Linked DNA regions of Sus scrofa: regions 1 and 2 are each linked to region 3. A link is a contact called in public promoter capture Hi-C data. All regions are on one chromosome and are shown on one strand. Each heading gives the region's core, a stretch centred on a gene start, on an enhancer-like site or on the middle of the called end of the contact. The rest is flanking DNA. Distances are from core to core; before and after follow the strand shown. Region 1 overlaps ACYP2 (acylphosphatase-2). Region 2 holds the start of PSME4 (proteasome activator complex subunit 4). Region 3 overlaps ACYP2 (acylphosphatase-2).

Region 1 (4,606 bases), core at 580-3,079, 72 kb before region 3:
ACTGGCCTAATACCCATCAAATTTAGAAAAAGTTCTTCCACAGTCTCTAGTGTAGTTATTCCACGCAAATTTATGTTCGCAAAGCCCATTAATCAATGTTGTCAAATGCTAGGTCAGAGGAGTCAAGGAGTCAAATACTATGTCTAGAATCAGGGATGGGAGGGAGAGAAATTCTGAATTTTAGATTTACAAAGATGATTGATCTAAGTTTCTGAAATCCTTGTCCTCTGAACATAAAGTTAATTTGGAGATATTAAAGTTCATACTTTTAATTTTCTATTTCTAGGAGATAATTTCCTGTCCCTATCAACTTTTCTTTCAAGGGTTAACATTTAAGATAGATATTGTTGTCTTCCTGTGAAGCTTAGAAATTTTTAGAGTTTTGTAGATTATAGTCATGATAGTCTGGGTTATGCTGCAATGACAGAGAAACTCAAAATCTTAGTGGCTTGAAACAACAGTTTATTTTTCACTCATACAACATATCCATGTTGAATTGGCAGGGAGTTCTTTTCACACTGTATTCACTTAAGTAACTTGGATGACACAATCTCCACAGATTTTTCTGTAATCACCACAGCAAGAACAAGGGAATATGACAAGTTGTTCCCTGGCTCTTAAAATTTCTGCCCAAAAGTAGTGTGCATCTCTTTCATTCACATCTTTTCCATTCACATATCATTGGCCAAAGCATATTATGTGGCCTTCTAACTTCAAAGGGAACATGGATGGATAATTTTGCCTTTGAACTCCAAGTTCTATCCCCTTCATCAGTACATTTAGAACGAACTCTGTTTACTGCTAATACTGCTTATGTAATACTTTGTGAGCCAAAAAGTTGTCTTTGGCCATCAGTGACTGCTTTTAGTGACAGAATAGCTTAAACCAATGTTTCCCAAATTTGTTTGATCAGAATAATCACCTGGGTGCTTATAATTATTTAAAAACTAGGTGCAGGTATTAAAAAGGCTGATTCCTATGTCCTATTCCTGCAGAAATGATTCAGTAGATTTGGGATGAGGCCTAAGAATTTTTAAAAATACCCTCTGTTAGTCAAAGAAACCTCCTTCCTAACATAGATGTTTTGTCTTCCTGTTTTTGTTTTTTGGCAGCACCTGTGGCATGTGTAATTTCCTAGACTGGGGATAGAACCCACACCTCAGTTGCAACATGTGCCACAGTTGTGGCAACACCAGATCTTTAACCCTCAGGGCTACTTCCAGATGTTTTTAATAGACTTTATTTTTGGAGTAATTTTAGTTCACAGAAAAACTGAGTGGAAAGTCCAGAGTGTCCCCATACACCGCCTAGCCCCACACATTGCACAACCTACCCTACTGTCAACATTCTGCATCAAAAGAGTGCATTTGTTACAATGGATGAACCTACATTCACACATCATTATCACCCAAGTCCATAGTTTACCTTAGGGTTCACTTTTCATGTTGTACATTCTACAGGTTTGGACAAATGTATAATCATATGTAAGAACCATTGTAGTATTGTACAGCAATTTTTCATTGCTCTAAAAATCCTCTGTACTCTACCGGTTTATTCCTCTCTTCCCTTAATTCCCAGCAAGCATTGCTCTTTTTACTGTCTCATAGTTTTGCCTCGTCTACAATGTCATAGTTGGAGTCATACGATATGAGTTTCTTTTACTTAGTGTTAACGCATTTAAGATATGTCTATGTCTTTTCATAGCTTGATAACTCATTTCTTCTTTGAAGTGAGTAATATTCCATTGACTGGTTATACTACAGTTTGTTTACCCATTCACCTACTGAAGAATATCTTGCTGGCTTCCAAGTTTTGATAATTATTAATGAAGCTGCTCTAAGCATCTGTGTGCAGGTTTTTGTGTGAACATGAAGTTTTCAACTCCTTTGGGTAAATACCAATACCTAATGTGACTGATGGATGGTATGGTAAGAGTATGGTTAGTTTTGTAAGAAACTACCAAATTGTCTTCCAAATCATTTTACATTTCCAGAAGCAATGAATGAGATTTTCTATTGCTCCACATCCTTGTGTTGTCATTGATCTGGATTTTGGCCACTCTAATAGGTGTATAGTGGCATATCATTGTTTTAACTTACAGTTCCCTAGTGATATATTTTGTTGAGCAGCTTTTCATAAGCTTTATTGCTATCTGCATGTTTTCTTTAATGAGGTCTTTTATCAATTTTCAATCAGTTTGTAATTTTGAGTTCTTTGTATATTTTGGATAATAGTCATTTTTTTGTGTGTCTTTTGCAAGTATTTTCTCCCAGTGGCCTGTATTCTCATTCTCTTGACAGTATCTTTCATAGAGCATAAAATTTTAATTTTAATTAAATATAGTTTATCAATTATTTCTTTCATAGATCATGTCTTTAATGTTAAGTATAAAAAGTCATATTGGCTTTCCCAAGGTCATATTGGCTTTCCTTTAGGTTATCTTCTAGGAGTTTTATAATTTTGCATTTTGTATTTAGGTTTATAATCCATTTTATTTTTTGTAAAATATGTAAATATGTGTCTAGATTCACTTTTTTGGATATGGATTAAGTTGTTCCAGCTCAATTTGTTGGAAAGACTATTGTATTATCTTTTTCTCTTTGTCAAAGATCAGTTGACTGTATTTATGTGGATCTGTTTCTGGTTTTTCTATTCTGTTCCACTGATCTATTTTTTAAATTCTTTTGCCAATACCACACTATCTTCTTTTTTCCTTCTGGTTCTATTGAGATATAGTTGACATATAACTACACTGTCTTGATTATTCTAGCTTTATGGTAAGTCTTGAACTCAGGTAGTGTCAGTTCTCTGACTTTGTTCTTCTCCTTCAATATTGAATTGACTATTCTGCAGCTTTGCCTCTTTATAAACTTCAGAAACATTTTGTCAATATCCACAAAATAACATGCTTGGATTTTGATTGGGATTGTGTTGAACATATAAATCGATTTGGGAAGAACTAACGTCTTGACAATATTGAGTCTGCCTACTTATGAACATGGTATATCTCTCATTTATTTCTTTGCTTTATTTCATCAGAATTCTATAGTTTTACTTACACAGCTCTTTTACATATTTTGTTACATATAAGTATTTCAATTCTTTGAATGCTATTAGTAAGTAATATTATGTATTTAATTTCAAATTTCCTTTTTTCTTTGCTGGGAAATAGGAAAACATTGCCTTTGTATATTGACCTTATATCTTACAACCTTGCTATAATTGCTTTTTAGTTCCATGACTTATTTTGTTGATTCTTTTGGAATCTACATAGACACTCATGTCATCTGTGAACAAAGACAGTTTTATTTCTTCCTTCTCAATCTCAATACCTTTGATTTCCTTTTATTGTCTTACTGCATTAACTGGGGCTTCTAGTATAATGTTGAAAAGGAGTAGTAAGCTAGGCACATTCTTGACTTGCTTCTGATCTTAGTGAGAAAGATTCTAGTTTCTTACTTTTCGGTATGATGTTATCTGCAGGTTTTTTCTAGATGTTCTTTATCAAGTTGAGAAGTTCATCTCTATTCCTAGTGTGCTGAGAGTAGCATAGGTTTTTAACTTTTTGCATTTGTTTCAGCTGAATAATCAGCAACAGCAAATTCCAAAACTGCTGCTTTTGTTTCTAAAGCCTGTACTCTGAGGACTCTAGACTCTAGTGAGCATTAATACTGTTGCCAGATGCTCTGTGAGGCACTATGTTTCCTCTGTTTTGAATTTCATAAATTTCTCGGGTATGTTCCCACAGGGCACAGAAGTTCCTGTGTGCCCATATATAACCACCAAGTTGCCAACACTTCTTATAGTATTTTGTTCTCCTGAGTCTGAGGACAAACCAGGTTCATAAAGTTTAGTCCCTTTAATTTTGTCCATTCCCTTGAATACCACTAACAACTGAGAAAGTTAGAACTTGTTTTACTCTTTGAAGGGCATCCACAACTTGGCTTGTAGCTTAAAAGTAACAAGTGCCAGAGTTCCCATTGTGACTCAGCAGGTTAAGAACCCAACTAGTATCAATGAGGATATGGGTTCAATCCCTGGCCCTGCTCAGTGGGTGGAAGATCTGGCATTGCCGTGACCTGTGGTGTAGGTTGCAGACGCCGCTTGGGTCTGGCATTGATGTGGCTGTGGCATGGGCTGGCAGCTGCAGCTCTGATTCGACCTCTAGCCTGGGAAATTTCCATATGCCACAAGTGTGGCTGTTTCAAAAAAAAAAGAGAGAGTACATGAGTCTTGTTATTCTTGCGACTTTTCTGTGGGTTTGAAATTTTTCAGAATAGAAAGTTGTGGGGAAAAGCAAGCTCAGTAATAGCACTGGCAAGATGATAGGAAATTCTCTGGGGGTTAAGTTTTAATGTTTTACTTTGCTCACTGGCCAAAGGCTAGCTAAAGTATTTATATAGCATGAGCACTTAAAATGTGACTGTCTTCACAGAACAGTCTGTAAACTGTGAACTGTTTATTAAACTGTGAACTATTTATTTAAAGTTGCTCAGATGTTTCAACTAAATTTAGGATTACATGTTTAACACCAGTACAACCCAGTTGTAAGATAAAAAGTTCTGTCAAACAACTTCTTTTGTACTCCATGACTCTAGATAATGCT
Region 2 (4,483 bases), core at 1,274-3,773, 97 kb before region 3:
TCACAACATGTCCCACCAAGTTCAAAATGTCTCATGGTGCAATCCCAAGAATCAGTTTGCATCATTAACAACTGTTCCAAAATAAAATTCTATCTGACGATTTCTTCTTTGTTACTTAGATATAAACGGTTTGGAGTCCATAGGTTATTAAGCGATGTAACTGCAATCTTGTCCTAAACACCAAGGACTGTCTCCACTGTAATTTTAGCCCTTTCTAGGTAAAGAAACATACCTAATAAACCAAAAATAATAAATTTCAGGTGCAAATTTGCCAAGCAAGCTTAGTAACAATAAAAATGCCAGAAAACAGCATTCAGCTATGCCTGAGTAGATTCTCAATTAATAAATCTAAATCAGATTCCTGTTCACACACTGGTATGTTTATATACTGTGCATCTCAAAGGAGTTGTTTGGGTCCTCCCAAATAGTTATTCTCTGGAAAATCTAATCCAAATGATTAAAATGAGGAATTACTGGAACTGATAAAGTAACTATATTTTTATTGTGTCCAAGTAACACAAACCTAGGAGGCTCACTTGAAAAATCATGTGAATTTTAATCATTTATAAAATAGTCTTCTGTTCTGACAAAAGTGGTTCCTCTCCCTGTTGCATTTATTTTTCCCCAAGTCTCCTATGGATCCTAACACCACAAACTTTACACTCTAAACAAGAAAACTGCTAACCCTGACACTTCATGGCTACTCTCGGAAAAGGGCAAAGTAAGTGTTTCAGTTTTGTTTTATAATTAAAAGGGTAATTATTCCCAATATCACTGCCAGGTGAAGAGGAGAAATTTGTCAGAGGCTTCCTAATAACTGGCAGATAAGAATCATCCTTCTCTACAAGTCTGTAGAGAAGACTTGTATTACAAAACCCTGAGTCATCATCAGTTCACTCAGCAGATTTGGGTAAACACTGGTTAAGTGACTTATGCCTTGTGTGTTCACCCACTCAGCCATAAGCACGAACATACAATGCTACAGACTTTATGTATAGTTAATGAAACAAGATATAGCAACAATTTTTTTTAAAAAAAGTTCTTCTGGAAAAAAAAAAAGTTCTTCTGACACAGTGAAGACACATCTAGCAAATTAAGCCTCTAACCTTCCTCCAACTGTATTTTACTCGGTTTCCTCTAAATTTCAGTGGCAATATAGTTTGCAGCCAGTTTATGCAACAACAAAAAGTATCAAAAGAAGAACAGAACTGAAACGGATTTAGGTAATCTATAAGCAACTCAAAAATTAACATAAGCCCGATACCAATAACGCCCGGGACAGCCTGACAGCTCTCTTCTCTATTTTCCTTAGTACCGCTCATTTCCAAAGGAAATGTCACAACAGGAGCAACATACTCTTTCCCGAGGTTCTAAGACTCAACATTCTCAACATTAACGTATAGTACACAGCTCAAGAATGCGCTGACGGCTGATTTAAACCAATCCTTTCAATGAAATCCACGAAGGCTGAGAAGGCCCAATAAAGCAGAACCGTAAGTTCCCTACGGCCTTTTTCTCATTCAGAAAGTTAGTAGACACGAAATAAAGGACAGGAAGAGGCAGGGACCATGGGGGAAGAAAGAATCGAAGGCAACACCAGAAAAAGTCGAATTGCTCACCCAAAGACCAATCTTCTCCACTCGCCCCGAAGTGGGCAAAGGTCCAAGAAGGACCCTTGGGGGACCGCTCACCTCTTTCCCCTGGGAGCCCAAAGCCCTCTCGCTCCCTGAGGCCCCGAATGTTGGAAGACAACAACACGAAATCTTGGGGAAAAGCAGCTGCGGAGGACGTAATGGGCTGGTGAGGACCAGGGAGATCCCACAGGAAAGTGTTAGGGAACCTTGAGTGCTACCCAGGCTTCGGTCGCGGCCCTGGGACTACAGCACAGAGACGATCCGCCCTAACCGGACAGAGATGAGAGTGCAGGGGTCCGGTGCCCACAAAGAGCCGTCCCCCCGCCTCCCGCGGACGCCCTCAAACCAAGCCTTCGCCTCTAGTCCGTTCCGCAGGCCCTGGAACACTTACGTGGAGAGTTTCCTAGTCCAGAAGAGGCCCCCGGGCCACAGCTCTTGGAGCTGCACCGCCCGGCCCAGGTTGCTTTTGATCTGGGCCAGCTGCAAGTCGGATTCGGCGTCCAGCTGCTCGGCGTAGGGCAGCAGCTTGTTGTAGACGATCTCCTTTTGCGGGACGAAGCCCCGCGGGTTCGGACTTGGACGCCCGCCCGGTTCCGAGGGATCCCCGCCGCCTGCCCGTTCGGCCGGCTCCATGAGCCCAGGGACAACCCCCCAACCCCCTCCCACCCTAACCCTCCCCGGCCCCCACCCCTCTCCGGGCTCCGCCTCCTCCGCGTCGTCGTCGCCCTGCGGCCGCCGGCGGCCCGTAACCCTCTGCCCTATTGCTGGGCCCCCTCCCCTGGCCGGCGCGCTGCTGACCCCCGCGCGGTGCCCGGTTCGTTGGCGGCGGCAGCGGCCGCTCAGCCCGCTCCGCACCGGCTCGGCTGGTGACGCTGCAGCCGCCGGGCCCGGAGGTTCCGGACCGGCCTCAAGTCACTTCCGGGGCGGGGCGGGGTGGGGAGGGGCGACGGCGTCGGAGGAGGAGGCGGCCGCAGAGGCAGCCCAGCGGGCAGCGCCTTCCTCCCTGTGGGCCGGGCTCCGAGCCCCCACCCCTGGGCCTCAGCGGCCCAGCGCGAGGCTGTCCCGCCGGAAATCGAGTCCGAATTCCAAGTTATTGTCCTTCCTCGCCTAGGGTCTCGCACTGCTTGCGGCTGCCCTCAGGAACCGCTAGTCGCCGTGGCCTCCGATGAGACAGTCGACGTAGTGCCCCATGCCGAGTTTATGGAAAAACCTAGGTACTCTATCCGTCCCACTTGCTGCTTATCGATTTTTTAGTGACCCCTTTAAGCCCTTGTCTTTCTGGCATTCTTTTGGCCGCCCTCATTCCAAAGAAAAGAGTTCAACATTCAGCAAATATTAATTGAACTACTACTGTGTGTCAGACACTTATTTTAGGCCCTAGAGTTGGAAAGTTTTAGAGCACCTGGTTTCTGCGCTCCAGGGGCTTTACATCGCGTGGATCTCTTGATTAGAGAATATGCAATTACAAGACAATACTGCTAGATAAGTACAGAATGTCTTGGGAACACCTAAAGATGACTTCACACTGTATTTCTGGGAAACTTAAGATGGTTTCCTAGAAATTACATGTAGCGTTGAGCTTAAGGGTTAAGTGCCGAACCGATTAGAAAAAGAAGAGAGAGGAACATACATATATTTCAGCTGAGGGAGCAGCATAGGCTGCAAGCCTGCATTCCAGGAATTCAAAGTTCAGAATGACTGCAGGCGGTTAGTAGAGAGGGGAGTAAATTACTGAGACTGAGAAGGACATGCTAGGGAGTTTTTAGAGCTTTATCCTTTTTTAAAAATTTTTATTTATTTATTTATTTTTTTGGTCTTATTTAGAGCAGCTGCGGTGCCATATGGAAGTTCCCAGGCTAGGGGTGGAATCTAAGCTGCAGCTGCCAGCCTATGCTACAGCCACAGCAATGCAGGATCTGAGCCAAGTCTGCAACCTACACCACAGCTCACGGCAATGCCAGATCCCCGACCCCAACCAGGGATAGAACCTGCGTCCTCATGGGTACTAGTCAGATTTGTTTCTGCTAGGCCATGACAGGAACTCCTAGAGCTTTATCTTAAAGGCAACAAGAAGCTGAAAATTGATAAGCATAGAAGAGGCATTATATAATTTATGTTTTTGAAGAATCACTCTGGGTTTGTGTGGAGAATGGATTAGAACAGATAAAATTGGAAGCTGGTGGACCCTTTAAGGAGATGTGACTTAATGGTGGCGCTCATGTCCGTTGAAATGCCTGCGCTTGGTAGTTGACTGGACATGAAGAGTAAAACAGAGGGAATGAGTCAAGACAATGTCAGATTTCTGGCTTAGGAAACAGTATATGGTGAAGCCCTTGAATTAAGAGAACACAGCAGAAACAGCTATGGAAGCAGAATGCCTGAAGGATGGAAAAATATTTTGGTGTATGGATCAGGAGGGTCATCTGAAATGGGATATGGATTAGCATATAGGTAGAATGGAGGGAATGAGATATAGAGTATTGCTAAAAGATAAACAGGCGGGAGTGCCCATTATGGCTCATTGATAATGAATCTGACTAGTATCCATGAGGACTCAGTTTCAATCCCTGACCCCAGTCAGTGGGTTAAAGATCCGGTGTTGCTGTGAGCTGTAGTTTAAGTCACAGTCAAGGCTCTGGATCCTGCGTTGCTGCAGCTGTGGTGGTAGGCTGGCAGCTGCAGCTCTGATTCGACCCCTAGCCTGGGAACTTCCATATGCTGCAGGTATGGCCCTAAAAAGACAATAAATAAGTAAACAGAAGCATATTAAAAAATTTAAGAGTTTATTAGAACAAAAATTGGAATTGGGCAGTGGGAAACCAAAAGTTGTTGGTTCGAAGTGCTGACAG
Region 3 (4,788 bases), core at 2,085-4,584:
ATTTGGTCCATGCCAAGAATGATATTCAAAACTGTGGTTTGAATTGACCATTCCATTATCACACTATTCATAAGGGACTATGTTTTTGAACAACAATAGATGAAAGTACCTAGCATTTTTTAAAAAATCCCTTTTGAGTGAGAAATGAGGCTAGAACAATCAATTCAAACCTCATAATGGAAGGTCTCGAATACCATGCCAAAAAGTTTGGGCTTTGTAGGTCCTAGGAGGCTCTGGAGGGTTTTTAAGGAGTACAAGTTATTTGGACTTAAGACTTCTTGAGAGCAATCTCCCAAAGAGGGCCACCTACCAGGGCAAGGGGCTGGTTGCCCCAGTAGTGCTCACCGTGTCAGGGAGCTGTGTGGTCAGAGGGCCCTGCAGGGCATCAGAAGAACCTACAAATGGCTCCAGGAGAGAGCCAGCATTTGAACCCCTGAAGCTCATCCCTGGATCCTAGATAAGAAGCCCTGATCAACATCACCATCCTCTAAAACTCATCTGTTTAACTTTATTTTTTTTTTAAAAAACTGATGGATATTTGAGTAAATTCCAGTTCCAGTTTTGTACTATAACAAAAAACTTTGCCATGACAATTGTTTTATTAATATTCTTTGCATCCTTGCCTATTTTTTTCCCTTGGGAGAAATTTATAATTGCAGAACGGCTGGGTAAAGTGTGTGTATTTTCTTTCTTTCTTTCTTCCTTCTTTCTTTCTTTTTAAATTAATATACTATTTCTTTTTTAAAAAATGTATTGAAGTTAGTTGATTTACAATGTTTTAATTTCTGCTGTACAGTAAAATGATTCCATTATATATATATATATATATATATATATATATATATATGTATATACATTCTTTTTAAAATATTTTCTTAAATCTCATTGTAAGACAAAAACAAATAGATATTATATTAGGACTCTTGGTTGCAATGACAGAGACTTAATACAAGCTGGCTTAAGCAAAATATGAGATGTATTGCCTCATTCATCTGGGTGTTGGCCTCAGGGTTAACTTCCTTTGGAAACTCAATTGATGTCAGAGAATGTGCCGTCCTCCTTGCTTTTACACTGCATACAGGCTTTTTCTAAGGATGGGATTATAGTTGCAGACAGCTCTATGCTTATATCATTTTAGCCTAGGACGTCTAGAGGAAAGAGAACTCTTTGTTCTCTTTGATTTAGTTCTGTAGTAATCAGGGCTTATTTGATCTCCTTGATAGAAACCCAGTTTAAGTTGATTAAATAAAATATGTGAACATGTTGGCTCATGTAACTGAAAAGCCTGAGAAAGAGTGCTGCCTCAGGAACAACTAGATCCAGGGGCTCAGAAAATACCATTAGGGCTTGCTATTTATCTTTCGTCCCACTCTTTTTTGTTGGCTTCGTTCTCAGCAAAATTTCTCTGCCTCTTGTCAAAATGATTCATGGCAGCTCCAGGATTAAATGTCTCAGAAGTCTCATGAGTCTCAAAAAGAGTACAGTTGTCCCTTGGTATGCAAGAAGAATTAGTTCCAGGACCCCCTGCAGATAGCAAAATTGAGGATGCTCAAGTCCCTTATATTAAAATGATGTAATATCAGCATATAACTCACAAACATGGTCCTGTACACTTTATTTTTATTTTTTTTAGGTGTGCACCTGTGGCATATGGAAGTTCTCAGGCTAGGGTGTAAATCGGAGCTGCAGCTGCTGGCATATGCCACAGCCACAGCATCTCCAGGTCTGAGCTGTGTCTGTGAACCACACCACAGCTCACAGCAATGCTGGATCCTTAACCAACTTAGCCAAGCCAGGAATTGAAACTGCATCCTCATGGATCCTAGTCAGATTCATAACCACTGAGCCACAGCAGGAACTCCCTCCAGTACACTTTAAATCATCTCTAGATTACTTACAATACCTACCACAGTGTATGCTTTGTAAATAGTTGCCTGTAGGTAAGAAATTCAAGTTTTGACTTTTGGAACATTCTGGAATTTTTTCCTCTCAATATCTTTGATTCATGGTTGGTTGAATTCCCCGGTGTGGAACCCAGTGACTGAGGGCCAGCTGTACCTCATTTTTGATGTTTGCAACGAAGATTCTAAGGAAGACTTGGGCCTGGCTTGATATTTTGTTTATCTTTTAGCCGATCATGGTGGCATGGGAGAATGAGATAATCTGATCATTTAGGATTGGGTCACGTGCCACCAAGGCACAAGAATAGAGGAAGCTCTAACAAAACCACAAGGACTCACAAGGGAGGTGAAAAGTTTGTAAAAGAGAAAAAAGAGAGGGTGGATTCTTCGCCAACAGAAAGAACAGACATCAGTTACAATGTCATCAGCCCTCTGAGAACCAGAGTTGGGATTTGGGAGAAGGATGTTTCATATCAAAAGAGGAGGAGAGGGAATAATGATTGATAAAAAGGACAAATATCCACCAAGTCATTGTTTTCTAGATGTTGCTTCATGTATTTTTTGGCCATTTGTATTTGTTCTTTGTGTGTGTGTGTGTGTGTGTCTTTTTGTCTTTTTAGGGCCGCACCTGTGGCATATGGAAGTTACCAGGCTAGGGGTCCAATCAGAGCTATAGCCACTAGTCTACATCACAGCCACAGCAATGTCAGATCTGAGCCGCATTTGTGACCTACACCACAGCTCACGGCAACGCTGGATCTTTAACCCACTGAGCAAGTCCAGGGATCAAACCCACAACCTCATGGTTCCTAGTCAGATTCTTTTCTGCTGCACCATGATGGGAACTCCTGTATTTGTGCTTTTATAAGTTTCCCGTATGTTTTGTTGTGAAGGCAGCACTTCTGTTGATTTGCAGGATTTCCTAACATATTGACATTTAGCCTTTTCAGTTATTCATGCTGTGAATATTTTCACCAGTTTGTCATTTATTTCTTAATTCTGATATATGTATCAGAATTTTATATAAGAAAACAGTTTAAAATTTATGTGGATCCATGCAATGGTTATTATAATTTTATTCATCCTAAATATAGCACTAAAATGTTCAATGACTTACTCTGATTTAGTTTCCTCATCTGTAAAGTGAGCAATAACTTTTCTTCCTGTACTTATTATATAACGATAAAATAGCATTAATTTCTTTCAAAGTATAGACCTCAAGGTAGTGAGTACGAAATATTAGAGAACAATACTCTGAGTCAGTGCTGCCAGAGGATATTTAATGTCATCCCGTTGGAAGTACCACAAGTGATCCATTTATAGCTTGAAGTTACTTCTCTTGCCAAATAGAGCAGAATGAACTCTCTCCCCTTTATCTAGCTGGCCAAGGCATGCAGTGGGTGGAGGAAATGCTTTCGGCTACAGAGAACACAAATGCCAGAGCCTGCAGGTTAAAGAGAAAGAGAGCTACAGGCCTACAGAGCTAAACTGAACAGACCAAAGCCTGCCCCAGGTTGAACAAGAAAGCAGGCAGCCAGACCTTTCCTGATTGTAACTATAGGGACACCCTCCATTTGTGGTAATGCCTTGGCACTTAAAATGAACTTTGAGGAGTTCCTGCTGTGGCAAAACAGGTTAAGGATCCAGCATTGCCTCTGCAGTGGCATGGGTTCAATCCCCAGCCAGCACAGTGAGTTAAGGATCTGGCATTGCCACAGCTATGGTGTGAGTGGCAAGTGAGGCTTGGATTCAACCCCTGCCCCAGGAATTTCCATAGGCCGTGGGTATCGCTGGAAAAAAAAAAACCCGCAAAAAACCCCACAAACCTTTGAGGAGTTCCAAACACACAAATTAAGAACTCTCTGTAAGTAGAATTAGGGTTCTGGTACAAGCTGTGTCCTCATGCGGTCTACTGTGGGACAAGAGTAGCTTAATGCTTGGATGAAGATCAATAGAGTCTTGGAGAATCAGGATTGGATGAGAAAGAAACTACTCCTCTGATAACAACAACCAAGAGTTTTCATAAATTCCTTTTTGAAGGACTGGAAACTGTTATCAGATTCCTCTACTATGTACCTTTGATAGTTTATCACATTTACTTTTTTTAAAGAAATTTTATTTCTATACTAAATATATATGCTTTTTAGGGCAGCACCTGCGGCATATGGAGATTCCCAGGCTAGGGATCGAATCAGAGCCACAGCTGCAGGCCTATGCCACAGCCATAGCAACGCCAAATCTAAGCTGAGCCTGTGACCCACACCACAGCTCACCTCAAGGCCAGGTCCTTAATCCACTGAGTGAGGCCAGGGATCAAACCCGCAACCTCATGGTTCCTAGTGAGATTTGTTTCTACTGAGCCATGACAGGAACTCCTCTCACATTTATTTTTAAATTAATGTGTAGTAAAATATAGATACCAAAAAAGGTGTGCTTAATCATGGTCGATAAGCCTTTTTGTCATTTTTATGTGCAACTTTTCCACGTATTGTCATATAGAGATTTATGCAGTAACTGGTTTATGGGGCCTGACTGGCAAGCCAGATAAAATGTTCAGTTTTCCATGAAAATTACTGTTTGGGGCTTATTTTAGTTTGGGTATGCTGCACTTGATGAAAATCACTTTGAAAAGGATAAATTGTCATTTATCATAATCCCTTAGATTCAGGGTTCTCAACTCTGGTTAAACTCTAGAATTATCTGTGAGGTTTTAAAGAAAATGCTGATCTGGCCCATGTTAATTAAATTAAAATCTCCAGAGGTGGTTAAAAAAAAAAGGTACCCTAAGTGATTATAATGTGCAGCTAGATTAAAAGAGCTGACAGAACATTGCATAAAATGTGAGGTTTTAAAGTCAAGTCTTAGAGAATATTTTCATACACAATGG

Evidence for each region. Promoter capture Hi-C pulls out the DNA fragments that hold promoters and counts their contacts.
Region 1: a promoter capture Hi-C map of liver shows a contact between it and region 3, with 2.8 times the contacts expected there. The contact joins two enhancer-like sites. A contact is called at or near these places in 1 of 5 promoter capture datasets (liver) and 1 of 47 Hi-C or Micro-C datasets (embryonic fibroblasts).
Region 2: a contact with region 3 is called in a promoter capture Hi-C map of liver, with 2.6 times the contacts expected there. The contact joins the promoter of PSME4 here to the enhancer-like site in region 3. A contact is called at or near these places in 1 of 5 promoter capture datasets (liver), 7 of 47 Hi-C or Micro-C datasets (embryonic fibroblasts, heart right ventricle, liver and 3 more) and 1 of 2 datasets of contacts at active chromatin or transcription factors (skeletal muscle).

The regions. Positions count from the first base shown.
Region 1 is chr3:87,203,709-87,208,314 of Sscrofa11.1, reverse strand. The region is part of intron 1 of ACYP2 (acylphosphatase-2); the gene reads left to right. Among named protein-coding and RNA genes, the nearest start is that of ACYP2, 25 kb to the left of the region's middle. Within about 2 kb of position 1,829, at least 1 of the 83 cell types and tissues checked has an H3K27ac peak or open chromatin away from gene starts, as enhancers often do. A contact at or near this core is called in liver, where this site is marked.
Region 2 is chr3:87,229,550-87,234,032 of Sscrofa11.1, reverse strand. PSME4 (proteasome activator complex subunit 4) reads right to left here and starts at 2,523. Exons shown (of 47, transcript XM_003125150.6): 1 at 2,026-2,523. The coding sequence starts at 2,267. It overlaps ACYP2 (acylphosphatase-2), which reads left to right and starts at 2,657. Exons shown (of 5, transcript XM_021088229.1): 1 at 2,657-2,848.
Region 3 is chr3:87,133,492-87,138,279 of Sscrofa11.1, reverse strand. The region is part of intron 2 of ACYP2 (acylphosphatase-2); the gene reads left to right. Among named protein-coding and RNA genes, the nearest start is that of ACYP2, 95 kb to the left of the region's middle. Within about 2 kb of position 3,334, at least 14 of the 83 cell types and tissues checked have an H3K27ac peak or open chromatin away from gene starts, as enhancers often do. A contact at or near this core is called in liver and omental adipose tissue, where this site is marked.